2 separate regions of the Gossypium hirsutum genome follow, and region 2 is linked to region 1. Evidence: chromatin contacts called from public Hi-C data. All regions are on one chromosome and are shown on one strand. The core of a region is the stretch at or near the end of the contact, and the rest is flanking DNA. Distances in the headings are between cores, read along the strand shown.

Region 1 (3,766 bases), core at 871-3,370:
TTTAATCATATTTACATTTTATTTTCAGTTTTAATATAACAATTTTTTATTATATTTTCAATTTGTGTATTGTTTTAAGAATTGTTTTAGTCTCATTTTTTATTTATTTCTTGTTTTAATATTTATTTTTATATTTTTAAATATATTTGATTTATTATATTTTAAAATTTTTTATTTAATGAAATAAGCTAAAACAATTTAATATGGGCCAGGCCGGGTCGGACTCGGGCTTAATAATTTTATTTCGGATCGAGCTTAGACAAATTTTTAGGCCCATATTTCGGGCCAAACTGAACTCGAGCCTAGAAAATGGACTTGAAATTTTGTCTGGACCCAGCCCAACCCGGCCATGCACACCTCTAATTAGAAGAACTATTTTCTTAAAGACGAGTTTACATGATTTCATGAAATCATGAAGAGCCATACAAACCATTTGGTTGGGCATAATGGATTGGAACCCTTGGGTCTCTAATATTCACCGTGGTTGGTCGGAGGAACGACGACGATGGTGAGTGCTAGCGATAGTTTTCGTGCACCTAAAGTTTCGGCTGGAAAAGCTGAACTTCTACTAGGAAAGAAGAAAGAGAAACGAATAAAGAAAAAAACAAGGGAAATCTTTTAATATTAAGAGAAAAATAAAAAATGCATTCGGGCATTTGAGTTCGATCGGCTTAAACCATCAAATCAGATTTTTTTTAATGGAAACAATTTTGATGGAAGGAAAGTAAATGAGATACAATAATCAAAATTAATATAAGGATGAAATGATATTAAGCTTATTATATTTATTTACATATATAAAAAATATTTAAAAGAATATCGATAAACTTAAAAATATGATACTATAGTAATTACCTTAATCTCAAAATTACCAGTCACCTTAGGAAGGGGTGAACAAACAATTCCCATTAGAGTTTTTCTCATTTTTTTAGGTTCTTGGGAATGCAAAATAAGGTTTCATTTGTATATTCTTTTTTACTTTCCAGGCTGGCAAAGGCATTCCTCGAAGTTGGTAAGATATATTCTTTAACCTTGTCGGACATGGCTGATCAACCACCCCCTTCTCTATGTACTTCGGTTAAAATATACACTTTAAATAAAGTAAAAATTATTAACTAAAGTTTGACATTTAATTTTTATATTTAAAATTTTAAATAATTCTATTCACACTATTAATATCTCAAATTAAAATTCAAGATTAATATATTTATTATATCTTTGTCAATTTGAATTTGGTTAGACAAGCTCTTATTTTTCCTATAAATACTTTTATTGAATACAGTTTTCACATAATTCTATATGTATTTATGAGATCGAGTATGAAATTTTATTTACTCACTTTAAATTGAGTATCTGTTTCCCTCCTTTTTCAGCTAGGATTAGAAATCCTATATTTTACATATTCATACAATTGAGTCTTTGGGTTTTCAAAATAGTATAAGAAGAAATGTTTCGAATCATTGCTATTTGACTCGAATCTATTCTAAAAGAGTCGAGGCATTTCGAATTGTTTGTTAAAACGAACAAAGTCAAGGAAAACCTTTGAAATTATTTCAATATTGGACATTGGACATGTAATAGTTCCGATGTCGGTTAGTAAAGAGATTTCTCTCCACTCAAAATTTTAATATATTAAGCATTCATTCTGAATTTCATTTACCTATCTGACTATTAATTTTAAAATAAACGTATTAGTTTCTTTCAACACTATCCCTCTCCTTCTCCACCTCTATTAATACCAAATAATATTTATACAATCATATTATTTTCAAAAACAATTTTTCATTCATAATATAAACATAATAATAAGTAAATTTTGAAGGAAAATAATAATTATATAAATCATTGAATTAGAATTCTTAATTAAAAAATAACATGATTTAATTATTATCAAGTATTCAAAATAAAGATACCAGTTATATAAATTAAAAATTTCCCCGACAATGGCTTTTCATTTGTCCCGTAGTTGCCTTGCGATTCCTTTTGAGCAGTACCCGATCACATGCATGAGCATTTAAAAGTAGCTTTATCCCATGATTTAATCAAACATTGTAAGCATATCTTTTGAAAATAAAATAATGTGTGCTTTATTCCTTAATGATTTATTATAAATACCGGGCATCAAAGCTAATTAAAGAAACAATTCAAAGGGCCAAAAAAAAGTAGCCCAAGGGGAAAAATTTGCTAGTGGAAAGAAAATGAAGAGAAGGGTTTCTCAATGGATCATTTTCATAATTGTATGTTTCTTAAGTGAAACAGCTTTCATCTCACCATCACAGGCTACTGTCAATGATCTCAAGCAATCGATGAAGGAAAAACAACTCAAAGGTAAGTATTCTTTTTTTTTTCTTATTGAAAAAAGAATTTTAAATTTTGTAAATGGAGAAAATAGATCACGAAATTTAATAAACCCATTTAATTTTTTTTCCATGCAGATTTTTTGGATAGACATGAAAAAACAATCAAGGGTTGGCATGAAGCACTTCATTTGAAGATGGTTCAAAGAGAAAAGAAAGTAATTATTGAGCAGAAGAAGAAAGGAGGGAAAGGAGGCGGAAGCTATGGCGGTGGAAGTCTTCTTCGACCTCGTGCCAAAAAGAGTGCAGCAAACTTTCTCCATCCAACAACATTCCTTAGATTTCTATTACCTGGTTTAATCCCCACTATGTTCTTTTTATAACTTGGATATAAGCCCCTATTATATATATATGTACCCCTCAAATATGTGTTAAGTGTTGGTCACTTTTTTATTTTTATTTTTTTTAAAATATCATTTGGAATTTTATTCAATTAATCAAAAAATAAAGCTTAAGCAACAAACGGGCAAAACAATAAAGTTGGGCTAACCCAATCAGCCCAATAATCCAACAAAGAAAGGAGCTTACTCTTGAAGCAATTAATGCGACACAACTCCTGTGATCCAACAACTAGATAGTAACCCCTCAATAATTTATCTTTTTTTTTTTTCCAATTACTAGAAACCATCCGACTTCCATTTCATCTCTCTTCTCTATATGCTTCTTGTCCCCCAACTTGCCAAACTAAGAAAAAACCCAGACCAAAAACATTATCCCCTATGATCCATTTCCACTTATTCTCTAACATACTCAGGAAACCCATTTCTCATCAAGCATCGATCCCCTTTCTTTAGACCTATTGCAGCCAGCAAATGAGCAACCCAATTCGTTAATTTTTGCCCATGTTTAAATTGACAGGTTTGAAATCTTTTACCCAGCCCTTGCCCATCTCTAATATAAGCACAAATTTTTTATTTATCACCCCTCCTTTGTGTATTTTTTTTACAATAGATAGGGCATCTCCTTCAATTTCGACTGTCGTAAACCCCAGATCCAGGCCCAGTTGAACGCATGCAATAGCCTCGACTGCGAACACCAAGGGTACATTATCATTTAACTCAACCCTAAAACTCAATACCCGCCCCATAGAATCTCTAATTGCAATCACTGAGCAAGATTTGCTTTCATGTTTTCTGTATGCTGCATCAAAGTTTATTTTCACAAATGGGTTCTCTGTTGGCTGCCACTTTTTCAACTCCATTCTTTGAACATGTATGGAATTATTCAACCATCTAGTTTTTGAACATAATTCCTAATAAAATTCGTTATGGCTAAACTTGTTTTCCTTTGCCCCTCATGACCAATTTGTTTCTTTCAGTCCATATTACCCATAAAGCACAGACAAAAAGACAACATTGAATGGTAGAATTTTTCTAAAAAAAACCTGGTAACCCAGTACATAAGCTCTA
Region 2 (3,766 bases), core at 949-3,448, 300 kb before region 1:
CCACGGAATATTACATCTTGCATAAATTTCTTGCAAACGGGGCGAATTTCTTTGCTGAGCGTAGCAGAAAACATCATAACTTGCTTATCATGGGGGGTCATCTTGAAAATTTCCTGCACATCTCTCCTCATGTCTGCAGGAGATAAATAAAATAAATACCAGAGGGAATGCAATAAGTAAAAGAAGCATAAAAAACTTGTACATTTATCTAGCTCCAGGTAAAGAAAACCATACCGAGTGATTCAAGCATCTTGTCACATTCATCAAGAATGAAATGCCTGACATTCTTCAATGAAAGGTCCTTGTCTCTAGCCAGAGCCAATATCCTTCCAGGTGTCCCAACAACAATGTGGGGGCATTCATTTTTCAGCAGATCTTTGTGTACTTTGACGTTGACACCACCATAGAAGACAGCAACCTTAATATCAGGCAGGTAAGTACTGAACCTCTCAAACTCATGACAAATCTACAAGGGGATAACTAAAATGAGATAACATATATCATATAACCTCAAGAATGTAGAAGGAAATTTTATGACCAGAAAGCTTACAGAAAAAGATGCAGAACATGTTCTTACCTGATAAGCTAACTCTCTTGTATGGCATAAAACGAGGGCAATAACTTGTCCTGGAGTTGGCTCAATCTGCTGTAATGATGACAAAACAAAAACTGCAGTCTTTCCCATCCCTGATTTAGCTTGGCAAATGACATCCATACCCAGTATGGCTTGGGGAATACATTCATGTTGCACTGATGAACCAAAGAAATGTGCATCAAGGAATCCGACGTAAGTAAAATATAACCTCCGCGATCCTTTTAATTTAACTTTATGATAGTTGCATATTACCTGCAAAAACAATGCATCAAAATAGAGGTTTTAAGCTGAACAAGAAATTCACATTAAACATACACAAAAGAGGCTATAAATCTAAATTGGACATTTTGAGTAGAATTCCCAAGCTTGAGAAAATAACAATAAAACTGCCAAAGAGCAAGCCATCAATGTAATTTAAATTGCAATTTTGGTTCTAGGAACGGAACTACATATATCTTTTAACAAATATATAGAAACGAAAGAGTAAGAGTCAGAAACTTGCCTTCGGAAGGGTGCTCAAACCCAGAGTCAACAATTGCCCGAAGAAGCTCTGGCTTCAAAAGGAAGTCTCTGAATCCTGAACTGTGAATCCCAACATAGCCCCTACAGAAGAAAAGGAGAATATATTAATTACCATCATATACGAAAGCAAAATAAAATCATTTGAGACCAAAGAAAAATAAAATTGACGCAACTAGTATATGTTCTAACCTTCTGTTACCAGAAATTGCTCTCTCCCTAAAGATTCTCAAATTCACATGTAAGTTCACAATTAGAGATCACTAACGATCAAATTCAGTAAAACTAATGTTCCAATTAGCATACAGTTTATTATAAAATTACTGATTAAAAGAAACAATTCACAAAAAAATTATATATATAGAATTATGTATTTATATAAACACAAAAACTACATATATTTAAGTTCCAATAAATCGCAATCCGTTCCCACTAAAAGAATCTATCGAATTTAATTTTATAGTAGTGAATTGTACTCTAGTTTTCATTCCCGGTACTGGACCGATCCGCATTACACGTAACTTGTTCGAAGCAAAGTTCGTTCGTTCTTATATGAGAACAAATATAATTTAAATAAGAAATGAAAAAGGAGTAATAAAGAGAAAGTAAAAGCTCACTTCTTCCCGGCCTCGCCGTTGACTTTAGCAGTCACGGAGTCAGGTGCTTTCTCTTCTTCTTCCTCGTAGTCGAGAAGCTCTTCCTCGTAAGCATCGTTGTCCCTCGTTTCTCCCATTCTTCTACAAATCCCAATAACAAATAATTAGGGTTTTAGCAAAGTAGGAGATCGAAGAGTAACTGAAAACATGGTCCTCATAAAAACAAATTTCAAAGAAAGACTGTAGATTTGGAAGATTTACCTGAGAAGTTAATTGAAAGAGGAGGGAATTTTGGGGTTTAGGATTAAGTTCAAAGAGAGTCTGCAAAGGAAAAAGGTTAGCACTTAAAGTGGAAGAAAGAAAAGATTTAGATTTGAAAAATAGAGAGAGAAAATAGGGTTTTCGGGTTCGACTATCGATCGTCGATATTGCCCGAAATGACCTCGCTTCTTCTCAATATTTACCATCGACTACTGCTCTCCCTAGTTGGATATAGCGTTCGAATTGTGAACATCTTTAACCTTTATTAAAAAATATGGAAATTAAATTTATTTTAGTATTTATATTTTTATTTTCGTACTTAAATTTGGTAATTACACTTATTTTACTTTTAAATTTTAAAAATAAAAAAATTAATAATGTGACACTCTTATATTGTATTATGTCATTATTTGAAATTTTAAAATATACATAATATTATCATATAGTATTGCGTTATCAAATTTTAATGAAATATAATTTAAAAATTAAAACAAATTTAATTACCAATATTAAGTATCAAAGTAGATAAAAAAATATAAATATCAAAGTGAGACTAAAAGTTATATTAACTCTTTTTAGATTTTTAAGTATTTTGCATTGTTATAAAAAGTACTTTCAAAAGTTAAAAGGATTACTTAGATATTATATTTCAAAGTAAAATTAAGTTAATATTTAAATCATATTTTTAAGCAATTAATATAAAATATTTAAAACTTTTAGTTTGAATGTATAAACCATATTTATCATTTATCATTTATAATCTATAATTTTATAATATGAAACTCAAATTAGCTTTTGAAAAATCGAAAGATAGAATTTTCATTTTTTTTTAGTTTAGTTTGAAAAAATAATTTTTAAATAAAAACTTATGATTTAGCATTATTTAAAGGATAAGAATTTCGTTTGGCTTGAAAAACCCCATTTGAAAAGAAATGCTAAATGCAATCTAAATTTTATTTCGATAAAAAATTTGATGGGTTTTTACCAATGCAATATAGTTAGTACTAGCAAGAAAAATTGAAAATCGATAAAAATTAAAGTGTTCAGATAATTTATAAAATACAAGTTTAAAAATTATAATTATTCGAACTCGAGTCAAATTTTATTTTTATTTAATATATAATTAATATATTTTTTATTATATAAAAATAAATATTTTATATTAAAAATAGTAAAAATAATTTAAAAGTTCTTGAAACATTATTGTTTTTAGAAATATTTACGAAAAAGATTTTAAAAGTTTATATAATAATATTCAAAAGTTATAAAAAAAAGCTTATTTTGTTAAAATAAGTCAAAATTAAAATGAAAAAAATGAGAACCAAATCGAATTATGACAAATGGTTCAAAAAAATCTAAAAAAAAAGCTCGATCAAACTGAACTAATATCACTCCTAGTTAGAGGTGTCCATAGATCGGGCCAAGTCCAATAAAAAATTAAGGCCTGTTTGTTAGGCCTGAGCCCGGCCCGAAAATGAGCTTAAAATTTTGCCCAAGCCTGATCCAGATAAAAATGCTAAAACCCGAGCCCGGCTCAGCTATATTAATTTTTAAAAAAAATATAATACATTAAAAATACTAAAAGCATTAAAATGTTTCCTAACAAATTAAAAATAAATTTTAAAAATATGTATACTTAAATAACACTCAGATATGTGCAATTTAACAAGTAAATGTCTCTAAAATAATAACAAAATTAACAATAAAACAAGAGTTATATAGTATCCAAATAATAACAATAAAATAGTAACAACATAATTATGAAATTGTAGCAAATAGTAAAAAAAACAACAAG

What was found. Hi-C and Micro-C count contacts between places; a contact is called where the count stands out from the background.
Region 2: a Hi-C map of hypocotyl shows a contact between it and region 1, with 7 times the contacts expected there. The contact joins the promoter of LOC107962898 here to the promoter of LOC107962901 in region 1. A contact is called at or near these places in 5 of 34 Hi-C or Micro-C datasets (hypocotyl, leaf and petal).

What each region holds. Positions count from the first base shown.
Region 1 is chrA06:36,787,668-36,791,433 of Gossypium_hirsutum_v2.1, reverse strand. LOC107962901 reads left to right here and starts at 2,120. Exons shown (of 5, transcript XR_005928630.1): 1 at 2,120-2,328; 2 at 2,436-3,215; 3 at 3,309-3,766.
Region 2 is chrA06:37,089,614-37,093,379 of Gossypium_hirsutum_v2.1, reverse strand. It overlaps LOC107962898 (DEAD-box ATP-dependent RNA helicase 15), which reads right to left and starts at 2,198. Exons shown (of 12, transcript XM_016899450.2): 1 at 1,972-2,198; 2 at 1,732-1,851; 3 at 1,098-1,198; 4 at 578-750; 5 at 235-466; 6 at 15-133. The coding sequence starts at 1,847.